2 separate regions of the Mus musculus genome follow, and region 1 is linked to region 2. A link is a contact called in public HiChIP or PLAC-seq data. All regions are on one chromosome and are shown on one strand. The core of a region is the stretch at or near the end of the contact, and the rest is flanking DNA. Distances in the headings are between cores, read along the strand shown. Region 1 holds the start of Gsx1 (GS homeobox 1). Region 2 holds the start of Usp12 (ubiquitin specific peptidase 12).

Region 1 (6,599 bases), core at 922-3,421, 390 kb before region 2:
AATGACACAGTCAGTCAGTCCCCAGAGGGAGTCGGGGCCTGGACAATGGGGAGAGGTTGGTTACAGCGGCTTCATTTGAAGGGGGTTTAGAGCGTATTGGAAACAGAGTCATTTTCCCCAATACAATACCATGTGAGACAGTTCTCTCTGCTAGGGGGACTTCTTCGAACAGCAAGACCTGATCCCTGTTTAAGGGACAAACGGACAGAAGGGAGAGACTTCCTGAGGAGGGAAGGAAAAGTTAAGTCCATAGACGTGTTGCATAAAGGACCACAGTGGGGGGAGACGAGTTGGGGGCAAGAAAGAAATGTTAAAAGAAAAGCAAACAGCCACTCGCGGAGTGAAAAGCCCAGATTGACCGAGAAGGAGAGAATAGTGGAACCGAGGAAGCTTGAACCAGCCCAGAGTTGGCAGGCGAAGAGGCGCTGGCGGTCAGCAAGGCGCTGTGCTCCGGCCTGCGTGCCTGGGAGAAGAGGCTGTGTCCTAGGAGGAGGACTCAGCCTTCATCGCTTGGAGTCCTCCTAAACACCCTGAAGCCCAAGGGACAGGGGCACTGTCTTCAAGTGTCTGCTAAGGTCTTAGCTCTGCCTAAAGCTGCGCACCACCGCAAAGCCCAACGAAATCCGTCGGTTGGCCAGCGGGTGCCTGGGGACCAGTGCGGGAAGGGTCGGGGTGGGGGGTGGGGAAACCAATGGTCCTCTAAAAGGCGCACCTACGGAGTGACTGTGAGATCTCTGTCATCCTTCCCGGAGGAAGATGGAGACATGGGCAATTCGTCGTCGTCCTCTGAGCATTTGGCTGAGGAGAGCGAAGAGCACTTGCAGCCTTGCGGTGCGCCCCCGCCGGCCCCCGCCCCAGCTCCGCCGCGGTGGTTACTGCCTTTGCCTTCTTTCTTGTGCTTCACCCGGCGGTTCTGAAACCAGATCTTCACCTGCTTCTCGGACAGGTTCAGATAGGTCGCGATCTCGATGCGCCGCAGGCGGGAGAGGTACATGTTGGAGGCGAACTCTCGCTCCAGCTCCAGGAGCTGTGTGCTGGTGAACGCCGTCCGCATCCTCTTGCTGCTGGGCAGCTGGTTCGAGCTGCTGTCTGGAGGGCGATGGGGGGGGGGGGGAGGGAGGGAAAGAGAGAGAGAGAGAGAGAGAGAGAGAGAGAGAGAGAGAGAGAGAGAGAGATCATCAAACCTCTGAGCCTTGGGCCTAATTTCCCGCTGAACTGAGGCTAGCCTCAACCTTGGAATCAGGCACACATCCCTTCCATCCTTCCATTCATCACTCCACAGGCGGGTGCCTCCTTGCCAAGTCACAGACTCCAATTCTCCTCGGAATCGGTTGTCCCTAACACCCCTTTAAGGAACATCTCAAAGCTGGCCTTAACCCCTTCCCCTTCGCCCCAGGATCTTTCTGGCTTCTCCCCGGTTCCTACGTCCGGTCCCAGTCTAGCACTGTGAGCGCCCCTCGAGTATCCTCACCGTCCCCCATAGCGCGCCGTTTCCCCATCCCTAGCTCACTCACTTCCCCCCACCCCGGGACCACCGCCCCCCAATTTCGCGCGGGGACCCCGCTTACCCACAGAGATGCAGTGAAACTGTCTGGGATCCGGCAGCGGGTAGGAGGTCTGGTAGAGTGCAGCAGCTGCTGCGGCCGCAGCCGGGCCGTGGGCGACTCCAGGGGACACGGAGTGCTGGCGGCCCAGGGGTGCGTGGCAGTACTGCGATCCGAAGGGAGGGAAGGACGCCTTGAGTAGCGGCAGTGCCGGCGGCCCGGGGGGCCCGTGCAGCTGCGAAGCGGTGACACAGAGGGGACACACGCACAGCAAGCCGGCCTTGCGCGCGTGGCAGGCGCCCGGCGAGAGGCCGTGGAGCGCGTGCGGCGGCGGGACCGCGTAGGGGAAGAGCGGTGGCGGGCTGCCCTCCGGAGCCTTCTTGTCGCTGGCTTCCCGCAGCACAAGGGAATCCACCAGGAAGGAGCGCGGCATGGCTCCGGCGCGCGGTCCACCTGCCGCCAGCCCGCCCCTGGAGCCCGAGGGAACTGCAGATCCTGTCGTAGCTTCCCCTGGCCGCGGCCACCCGCAGCTTCCCGGGCCCCGGAGGCTCCACGCGCGGCTCAAGCCCGGGCTGGAATCACCTTGGCTGCTGCTGCGGGCACCTCCCGGAGCGGGCGAGGTGCTGGCCAGCGCTAGTGGTGCTGAAAGACGCCGGCGGCGCCGCTTAAATAGGACTATTGCCATGTGATGGGCTACGCCAGGAGCGGCCGGGGCCTCTCAATAGGGTTTTTGTGCCCTTTCTCTTGGCATTCACTCTGCACGCTTCCTCATTATTTCACTTGTTAACTAAATGAACTGCATAATGTACTCTATTCTTGTCAACCCCACCCACGCCGTAACAGGCGCACTCGCCCCCCTCCTCTTCCCTTTTCGGGTTTATTTTCTCATTCTCCCGCGATTTAATATTCTTTTCTTTCTCTTTATTTCTTACTTTCCTTTGGCTTTGCGCTGGCGATCGGTCCATTTATCTTATTGATTTCCGCACCCGTGCTGCCTCGCTTGCACAGATCCCCGTGGGCGCACACCCATCTCCTCTGCCCACTTGATCCTGGTCCCTTTCTTTCTGTTACTTCTTCCTTGCTCGTTCCCCCCACCCCAGTTCCACCAAGTGTATCGCTTTCGCTTAGTTCTCGAAGCTCAGCTCTGCATCCTATGAAGCATCCTAATGGGCGGCCACCATTCCCACCTGTGGAGTCTCTTCTCTCGCACTATTTGGAGACAGAAAAACAAGGTTTCTGAGTGCGCCTCAGAGGATGAGAGAAAGGCTCCCTAGTCCTCATTGGAGACTAACCTCATCTCTGTCCGTGTTTTCTCAGAAAATCAAAGGCTCCCAATTTTGGTGTTGCCTGTGACTCCTCATCTTTGTTCGGTGGACCCTTGGCCAACCAGCTCTTCCCTTCAACAACAGGGCCGTGTATGTAAAGAAATAGCAACAAAACAAGTACGCGGGTGGGTAGTCTTTGAAAATACGGACAGATACATAGCAAGGGGAGTGAGAGCCGAATTCGTGGGTATGAAGCTTTCCCACCCCACCAAACGTGGTGAGTGTGGATGGTGTAGACTCTCACAGACGTTGCGCGCGCACTCTCCACTCGCACACACTCCACTAGACACGCCGGTGCACTCGAAAGCGTTGCTTCCCACGGCTGGAGAGAAAGGAAGAGCACTCTTCTGTCTTTCCCAGTTTCTGTTGCCCTTTGCTTCCTCCTACCGTCGCCGCACTCTTTTTTTTCTTTCTTTCTGGTAACACAATGGTTAAACAACTTCAAATGCCACGCTCTGTGTACACAGCTTCAGTTTTTTAAAAAAATCATCCCGGGATTCAGAGCTGTCTCTGTCCCTGTGCGTTTAACATACAATGAGAAATTAGCATAAAAGATTTCGAATTTACTACTTTCGATTTTACAAATCGCCACAGTCACCTGCTCTGAACCGTGAACGGAATCGTGAGACCAAGAAAGGGGAGCTTTACGGAGGGGGTGGATGAATCAGTGCAAGGCCGCCCAAACCCGAGGCCTCTGTATGGGTTTGCAGTGTTCATGACATCCGAGCCGCCACAAACAACTGGTTAAAAAAATCAAAGATGATTTGTTATGGGAGAGGGTGTGTGTGAGAGCAACTGCCTCGACAATGGGAGGGTCGCCATAGGGGGAGCTAACCTGCGTGGAGGGCGTGCCATCTCGCCATCTAGCAAGAGTGAGGGCTCAGTGGTCCCCTGGTGCTTGGCATGCGGTGCCCCCAAGCTATGGTCTCGGCCCCAAAGCTCCCGCAAACCAGCCGGTACGCATCAATGCAGCCTAATTCCCGTTCTAATTGCTCTCTGGGAAATTTGGGCTGGGCTGGGTGGCGGGAGAGCTGAGACTAGAGAGGGGCTCCCCGCTGGGCTGAGGCGGGTTAGGGCGGAACGGGTGTGGACGCTGCCCGAGGGTAGAAGGGGGAGGCTGCTGCGCTCCAAAGCTGGCAAGTCAGCCGAGGTGCCAATGCAAGGGCTCTCCTGGGAGCTGCCGAACGCCCCAAGCGAGGAAAGGGTTAAGAGCCCTTGAATACAAGCAAGGCCAAAGCTACTGGGAAAGAATATGGGGGGGGGGGGGGGAGAATAACCAGTTTCCCCCTCTCCCTCCAGCCCCTAGACCTTATTGAATGTCATTGAAGAAAGTTTTGAATGCCAGATAAAGAGAGGCGAATTAAAGTGTGTGACAGCGGAGGATAAGCAAACACAAAGAGAACTCTGTCACACTTTGGGACAAAATCCGTGGGCTTTTTACCAAGTCTCTTCGCTATGATTGAATTAAGTAATAGGAAAACATTTTCTTTCAGTTTAGAACCATTAGACAAAACCTTCAAAGCGAATAACACTTTTTAATGTGCGGCCCCACAGTGGACCGGGGTTTGTGCCGAAATGGTGAAACGGTTGGTTGTGTAACTCGGAACGGGGGAGTCCCGGGCAGGGACTGACCTGTCCCAGGGTGTTTTCACCCGGCCTGAAGAGAAGGCGCTGGCAACCTGGCTATGTCCAAACTCTGCGATGGGTAATGGACTCCCTGCTCGGTGTTCCTAGGTCACCGCTGCACCAGGCAATCACTTGATAAAAAGTTCTGCTTCGTGGAGCAGTACGGGCAGCTAGGTCCGCTCCCCGGGCGCACGGTGGCCCTGTCGCCCTGCCTTCTGCCTCTGCGTTCCCCAGTTCCTCTTGTGGTCTTCCCCGCAGCGGAGCTGCTTTTCTACTTAAAGCTCCAGGCCGAGCTCCCTTCGGCTGAACTGTTCTCCGCGGAACAAACGCCCCCTAGGGAGGGGCAGGGTGGGAGCAGGCAGCCGGATTAGCCTGACAGCCCTGCGACAGCCCCCCCCCCCCCATCGTCGCCCCCCCCCCCCCAGCCCCTGGGCCTCAGCGCCCGCTTCCCCGCCCCCAGCCGGTTTTCAAGTGTCCATCAGGTACGGCTCAAACTGGAACCGTTTCTGCGATCCCGGCCTTTTCTTCCCCGTGCACACCGCGGCCTCCCTTGTGAGATATTTGCAGGAAGGAAAAAAAAAAGCATAAATGTGGATTTTCCCCATCTCCATCCCTCAAAGATCATTTGCCTTCTCATAGAAGCCATATTTAAAACACCATCCGTCTCCCTGCCCTCTCTACCTCAGAAGCTTCTGCCTCAGAAGCAACTTCTAAGTTGGTTGTGCCTTTTGCTCTTTCACTTTTCTGGCTCCCTCACCATCCTGAAATCCGTGTTCTGGAAGAATGAGGGTCTGCTGTATCTGTTGCAAAAACTCCCTAACTCATAATAGGCTTATTTGTTGGGGGAATAAATCAAGGTGAAAGAACTCACCCGGAAGCAGGACTTTCCTTGGATTTTCTGCCGTGTCCGCCTAGCCTAATTCTACCTGGATCCTGAGGAGCCTGACTGGACTGGCAGACGTGTGTGGTGAGACCCAGGAGGTCAAGGGTCTTGGAATCTGCGGGTCCTCCCTCATTCCCGGGATCTGGGCCTTCATAAGACCTCAATGTGTTTGTTAACTGACTATCAGACAAACCTAAGAATGCCCCATCCACCCCCAGCCTCCGAGGCAGGTTCTAGAGACAAAATGGCTTCCATTCGAGGTAGTTCTTACGGAGAAAGACTTCATGTCTGAGATGTTTCCTGTTTATAGAAAAGAGGAGGTTGAGCTGGAAGGGGAAGAGATACATACAGTCCACGCCTAGGAAATAGCAGCACAGTTCTGCCTTTTTTTTTTATTTTATTTTATTTTATTTTATTTTATTTTATTTTATTTTATTTTTGGCTGAGGTACCAGAGAATTCCTGTTGTAAGGAAAGATTCTGTCTCCTGAGCAGCAGGTGTCTAGACAGCTGGCCCAGGGGCTTGCCAGCTGTCCCAATGAGCAGAAACAAGAGGCCAGGGGTGTCAGGGAATGCTGACTGCAACCAGGAGAGGAAGATCCCCAAGGAGATTGAGGACCGTGACAATGGGTGTGCACAGGAAGATGAGGTGAGACCCAGTCATGGAGACTTGAACTGACACCCTTGGATTTCTGCACGTGGTCCAAGATTTACTTATTTAGTCCTTCCTCCTCCTCCTCCTTCCCCCTCCTCCCCCCCCTTCTTCTTTGAGACAAACATTCTCTCTGTAGCCCCTTCAATACTGGAACTGGCTCTTTAGATCACACTGGCTAAAACTCATAAAGATCCCCCTGCCTCTGACTCCTGAGTGATGGGATCAGAGGCATGCACTGTTAATGCTTGATTCTCAAGATAGATCTTCCTTCCTTCCTTCCTCCTCATTTTCTTTCTTCCTTTCTCTCCCTCTTTGTCTCTGTCTCTCTCTCCCTTTCTCTCTTTCTTTCTTTCTTTCTTTCTTTCTTGGTTTTTTGGTTTTTGTTTTTTTGGTTTTTCGAGACAGGGTTTCTCTGTGTAGCCCTGGCTGTCCTAGAACTCACTTTGTAGACCAGGCTGGCCTCGAACTCAGAAATCTGCCTGCCTCTGCTTCCCGAGTGCTGGGATTAAGGCATGTGCCACCACACCCGGCTGGCTTCTTTCTTGGTTTTAAAGACAGAACTTTTCT
Region 2 (6,252 bases), core at 636-3,135:
TCTTCAATTAGAAAACAAGCCTGGCATGATGGATCTCTGGGGTTATTGGAAGGTTTACGCTTAGAGCATTCAAAGGGTTCCCAGCATCCATCTGGTCTCACAACCTTCTACAACTCCAGTTCCAGGAGGATCTGATGCCTTCTTCTGGCCTCCGCGGACACTGTACGCATGTGAGCAAGCAAAACACCCATACACATAAAGTAAAAATAATAAAGCTTAAAAATGAAACCTTATCCAGCAGACTACCTAGCCTATGACAGGAATTCTGAGGCGGCACACTGACAGCTGGAGGGTTTTATTTGCTCAACATTTTAATTAATTACTCATTGGCTTTTGCTAATTTCTTTTTGACAATTTCATACATGTGCTGTTTATTCTCTTTTATTTATTTTTGAGGCCAGGTCTCCCTGCATAGATCTGGCTGATCTGTAGATTTGCTATTTAGTCCAGGCTGCCCTTGAACTCACAGAGACTCACCTTTCTCTGTTTCCTATGCTGGGATTGTAGGTGCATGTCACAATTCCCTGTGACTGGCTTTTCATTCATTTATTTTTTTGGGGACAAGGACTCAAGTGATCCAGGCTGGTCTTGAACTCATTAAATAGCTGAGGATGACCTTACCATAGTAGGATTAGCACTTCAGCTGAGGATATGAAACCTCAGAACACCTACACAAACACTTCGCCAACTAAGCCATATGTCCAGCTCCCATCCTTACCTTTAAAATATAGATGTTGTACGACCATGCTCTATGCTTGTGGAGTCTAGAGTGGCGAGCAACGCGACAAACATTGCATAGATCTGAACTGGTGTAAACCAGAGTCCAAGCCCCTGCCGTGGTATCTACAGAAAAGCGGGAGGCCTAGCCACTACGAAGGTAGATACCTGGAGAATAAGCAGCTGCCAGAATACTTAGCTGTATTCAGTGGGTGTTCCCCTCCCCCAACGCTTACAATGGAATTGCTATGGAAACAGTATTCATGTACCAGAAATCTGTTTCTCGACTAAATTTTGTTCAAATTCTCGGTCTTTTGAATGCTTTGGACTATGAAGTGAGGCTTATCAGATTTTAGAGCTTTCGTCGGAATTTAGGCCCCAAGTTCCACAGACCCGGTGTGGTGGGGAGTTGGGTGGAAGGCAGAAAAGGTCCTACCCTCAGATCACCAATCAAAACAAATCACAGGCTTTTTAAAGTAGTAATTTATGAAGTTTTATGAATTTTCTGCCGGTAGAAAATAGGAAGCGTTCATCCACTAGCTAACACGGTCTATGTGCTCCTCACACATTGGCTTCGGCTTCTTACTTGGGACATACCACCCTGTTACAAATTCCAAGTTGGTATCCCACTGTTTTTCAGGATTGGCTCCCCTTCCTCTTCTCCCCCACTACTGCTAATTCATAGAGTTAAATCTTGTCTTTTTATCTAATTAGCCTTTTCTTAGGGAATTAGGCCCAGATGATTCACCCCAGAAAAACATCCAAGTGCTTGGGACTCTGGCGGGGTTGCCTTCCAACCCATCCAGTTTCCCAGATATGGTCTCCGTCTTCTGTTTCAACTGACTGTCAGTCGCTCTAAAGGCTGCTTGATGTCACAGACGCCGCAGAGCAAAGGCTCGATCCCCTAAAGACCCGCTCTTGCAAGCTAAGGTAGGTGCTTCACGTCGGCGCTAGGACCCATCTGCAGGAGGAACGCGGCACGGGTCTCGCCCCGCCCCAACGCGCACTGGGTGGAGCCGTCCTCCCCAAGCTCGCCCCCCCCCCGTGGGAGGGCGGGGCACCATGGGCGTGGCACAGCTGCGGTGGGCGTGGCGGCGCCGGAGGCGGGCGGGGCGGAAGGACGCTGCCCGGTCGTCGGGGCGGTAGGGCCTGCGCGGAGCTCTCTCCCCAGCGCGCTGGGCGGGGTGTGCTGTGAGCGGCTTCCCGGGCAGGCGCGGGCCCTGAGGCGGCGGCTGCGCCGTGCGCCGGGGCGGAGCCGGGGGCGGGCGGGCGGCCGGCGGGCGGGGGCTGGGCCGGAGGAAGCCTGAGCGCCCGCGGCGACGACGGCAGCGGCGGCCCAGCAGGCTAGAAGCGTGGGTCGGCGGCGGCTCCGGGTGCGGCCGCGGGCTGCGGAGCGAGCGGGCGGCCCGGCTCCCCGCGTCCCCCGCCCGCCGCGACTGTCTGGAAGATGGCGCCGGGCGGATGGAAATCCTAATGACAGTCTCCAAATTCGCCTCCATCTGTACCATGGTAGGTGCGGCGGCAGCGCGGCCCGGGGGGCCGGTCCCCGCCTTCGAGGCGCCGCCCGCGGGCCTGGTCGTGTGCGGGCGGACCGGGCGCGGGGCCGAGTGGCCGCGGGGAAGGCGTGCTGGACACGGCAGGCGGGGCCGGGACACTGGGGATAGGACCGACCGGGGCTCGGGGTTGGGTCCTGACCACGGGGTCGCAGTTGAGGACGGGGAGCTCTGGGTCTGGGCACCGGGGACTCGGGGACTGTGGCTGGGGACTAGGGCCTGGGGGCTCAGGGACGGGGTTGGGGGTAAGGGCTGCAGACTGGGGTTGGGGACTTGGGGACTCGAGGTGTGGACTGAGGTTGGAGGCTGGAGCCGGGACTTTAAACTGGGGACTGGTACCGGGAAGCGAGGGGATTGTGCCAGGGGAAGGGACGCGGCATTTCCTTGGGGCCCTGCGCGGGGCAGGGCGGGGGTCTGCGGCAGGAAGGAAGGGTCTCGATCCTACTGGAAGACGGAAGTCCTGGCGGAGTTCCTCCTCGGGTTAGGTGGAGCCCCAGGCCCTGGCTCGGGAAGGGGGCGTGTGAAGGTGGAAACTTTTAAGAGTGCTGTTGAAATGTTTTCTTATTTTCAACTCTCTGAAGCGATAGGAACTCTTGCGGCTTCCAACCTGTGTCCGTCCAGATGGCAGCCTTGTCTCTGGGAATCTGTGTTAATCTTGAAAAGCTGCATTCGCTTTCCTGTCATTTGTTTATTTTAATAGAGCAGACACCGCTGTGTGGGGTTGAAGTACACAGATTCCCCCGAAAAAAACGAAACGCGCGCGGGTGGGTTCCAAACGTGTTTTTGTGCATTGCCAGAAGCACCACGGCTTCCCACGTGATAAAGCAAATCCATTACCTCCTTTATGAACTTCGCCGTAGAGATTGTGATTTATGAATCAATGAAAAAAGTTACTCTTTGCAGTGTGGGTCTGGAGTTATTTACCAAAGACCTGCACCTGCTTCATCTCCGTTTTTGTGTTCTGGGTTGTATCTAGGAGATTCTCCAAACCATCTTCCACCTGCAAGTGATCTGTGGTTGTGTGTGAGTGTGTGTGTGTGTGTGTGTAAGGAGTGGAGAATCAGGTAGGAAAAGTGGACTCTGTGCTACTTTCTGTGGAACAGTATTAAAAAAAGGGGTGGAATAAGTGGACTTAAAATCCACAGCATCAAAAAAGTCGGAAGATTATGGAATCACTGAAGGCTCCATTTTCCCACGTGGGTAATTCTTCTTTCCTGGGGTTGAGAAGGGGGCTGTGTTTACAGTTACTGGGATTGGTTGTGCTAATTAGACATGCCACATGGGATAATCGAATCTTTCATAGTGATAATTTTGCCAGATTGCTGAGCTCCGTGTATTTTGGGGTCATGGTTCATTGACAAAGTCGAAGGTTTCAGGAGTGGTGTGATTCCTGTAGTCTGTTCATTCACTCAGTTTAGTCAAGTATCCATCTAGCACCAGCTGACTGGAACTGGGGCTACAGCAGTGATCCAGACAGTTGCCACAGCAGGGCTTTTTATGGCATGCTTCTAGCCCAGGACTTTGGGTGTAGAAAGATCACACTTTCCAGGCAAGTGTAGCTAAGACCTCCTGTCAAAAGAACTGACCCTCCCTAACCAAAGATAATGCCCACTTTCTTGTGTTTACTACTACTTGAGGGAGACAATACTCATGTATGTAATAATGTAGCACAATCAAATAAGAGCAACAAAGGGCGTGGTGGGTTGTGGCACTCTCAAGGCAGAGACAAGCAGATCTCTGAGTTTGAAGCCAGCCTGGTCTACAAAGTGAGTTCCAGGACAGCCAGAGAAACCCTGTTTCCAAACCAAACAAACACCCCCCCCCACTTCCCCCAACCCCCCAAAAAACCTAACATCCACAAAACAACCCCAGAAAAGAGCAGCAGAGGACAGAGCCCTGCCAGGGTTCTCTATCCAGAGAGAGGCTGATGTCCACTCCCAAGCTCACTCTCCTTAGGGCTTCTGCCCGGGTCCGGTAATTGCACATGGTGTGTGTATGCTTTTTGGCAAATGCATAGGCATCCATGCCTGGCCAGAGTGAGACTGTTAGAAAGGTGCTATTAAGATTGGGCGTGTCTGTGTTCTTACTTGAATAAATCCTACTACCCTCCCGGAGTAGGTTCTGAGCATCAGAGTGATTTGCAGTTTTGAGTGTAAGGGAGCTTGCTGTCCATCTTCTGAGAATGAATTGAAAGTGAAAATGAGAAACAGCCTGCTTGTAGGTTCTGTTTTGCTTGGAATGTGAACTGTCCAGCGAGTAACTCTCTTCAGCAGGTCACGTGACCTGAACAACACCCTGCCTTAGACAGTTGCACAGGACTTTTGTGATCTCGGGAGTACTGTGCTGTCTATGGTCCCCCTTACCTTTCAGTAGTTCATGGTGGGGGGGTTGTTTGTTTGCTTGATTTCCACCTTTGCTGCAGTTTTGAAACAGGGTCTTCTGTAGGTCACGCTGAGTTTGAATTTGGTATGTAGTGGTGGCTGGCCTTGAACTCATGATTCTCCTGCCTCTACTTTCCAGTCACTGAGATATCAGGCATGCACCATTACACCAGGTTTAGACTGAGGGGTTTAGTGAAAAACTTACCATTTATTTATGCCATTTGATTGGAGCATTAACATCTTCATACAGTGCAGAGAGGCCTTCATTTACTCACAAGGTGAGTTTGAAGTAGAGGGAGGGAAGGCTGAGTGAAGCTGTGGAACAGTGGAGGGAAGGGGACTCAGAAATGGATGCGTCAGCAGGTCAGAAACAGAGAAACACTTGATGAATTGAAATTTTATTCTGTTAAGTATGGAAGTTTACATAATTTTTTCACTTGTCAAAATAAGGTGCAGAGCAAACCTGCAGTAGCTTTATTGGGTGAAATAGATTACAAATAAGTCTTCAATATTTTGAATTTAGATCTTGATTCAGATCAGGCCTTGATTCAGATCACTGTTCTGCCTTTGTGTGAAAATGAGTGTGATGTGTTTGTCTTGGTGTTGTGGCCTGGCTCAGAGAGTGCCTGTCTTCAGACTGTCGTGAGCGTGCCTCCAGAATCGGTTCCCTACTGGCCACTCTAGTACACCTTCAGCTTGGTGTGCGGCTGCTCCTTACGGGAGATTACTGTTCTCACAGCCTGGTGCAGTGTGGTTCATGAACTGCTGAGTTCTGTACTTAGTAATCAGCGAACAGCAGAGGGTCCTGGTTGGAAATCAGCAGCAGCCCGCAGCTAATCCAGGTGTCCAGGATGTCTTCCGGAGACCAGGGCTGCCCACTGGGAGTTTGTAGCACTGGCTGAAGCTGGCCGCTGTCTCTGGTTGTGGGAGTCCTGGTTGGGAAAGACTTATTGGGAGGGAGATTGGATAGAGCAGAAACAAGGAGGTGAGCGGCTTCTCAGCTTGAGATGGCACTGGCTTGGCTGCTTGCCTGGCAGGAGGTGTGCGTGTGTGTGCGCGAGAGTGAGTGTGGGTGTGAGTGAAGTGAAAGCCACAAGGTAGGTGCTAGGTTGTACTGGACTCTGACGTGGAAACTATAAAGCACTTATTGCAGCCATCTCAGGTAAAGCTGGTTCCCTTGCCTTTTCTTGCTGCTGGGCTAGTATGCGTGTGTGGGCATGCAGCTTAGCATCATTCCAGAAAGGAGGGGGACAGCCCTAAAACTTAGGCTTTATCTGAAGGAACATGGAGAAATGAGCAGGTCACTGCCTTGCCTTCCTTTCCTCTGTGTCCCTCCTGCTCTCCACCCCCTTACTCCTTTCTGTGTTTGGAGAACTCCTGAATCTCCTGCTTCCACTTGTCAATCGAGCGATGAAATTAAAGGTAGGCTCCTCCATTCTTGGAGTGCTTCCTTTCTGCAGTCATCAGGATTGATAGTTTGACTTTTATGTCTCTGGTGAGAAACTGTTTCCCATAAAACATGTAGTGAGAAATGCCAGAAGGACGTTTAGGGACATTTAAGAAACTCTTAGATGTTCTGTCCTGATCCAAATCAAAATTCA

What was found. HiChIP or PLAC-seq counts read pairs in DNA pulled down with a chosen protein or histone mark.
Region 1: an H3K4me3 HiChIP or PLAC-seq map of embryonic forebrain shows a contact between it and region 2, with 3 times the contacts expected there. The contact joins the promoter of Gsx1 here to the promoter of Usp12 in region 2. A contact is called at or near these places in 5 of 39 promoter capture datasets (embryonic stem cells, hippocampal neurons and liver), 1 of 484 Hi-C or Micro-C datasets (embryonic stem cells) and 3 of 115 datasets of contacts at active chromatin or transcription factors (embryonic forebrain, microglia and pancreatic cancer cells).

What each region holds. Positions count from the first base shown.
Region 1 is chr5:147,184,268-147,190,866 of GRCm38.p6, reverse strand. Gsx1 (GS homeobox 1) reads right to left here and starts at 2,171. Exons shown (of 2, transcript NM_008178.2): 1 at 1,569-2,171; 2 at 1-1,089. The coding sequence starts at 1,977. The coding sequence ends at 713.
Region 2 is chr5:146,790,589-146,796,840 of GRCm38.p6, reverse strand. Usp12 (ubiquitin specific peptidase 12) reads left to right here and starts at 1,885. Exons shown (of 9, transcript NM_011669.3): 1 at 1,885-2,226. The coding sequence starts at 2,179. 1700041I07Rik (a long non-coding RNA gene) reads right to left here and starts at 1,016. Exons shown (of 2, transcript XR_377208.4): 1 at 719-1,016.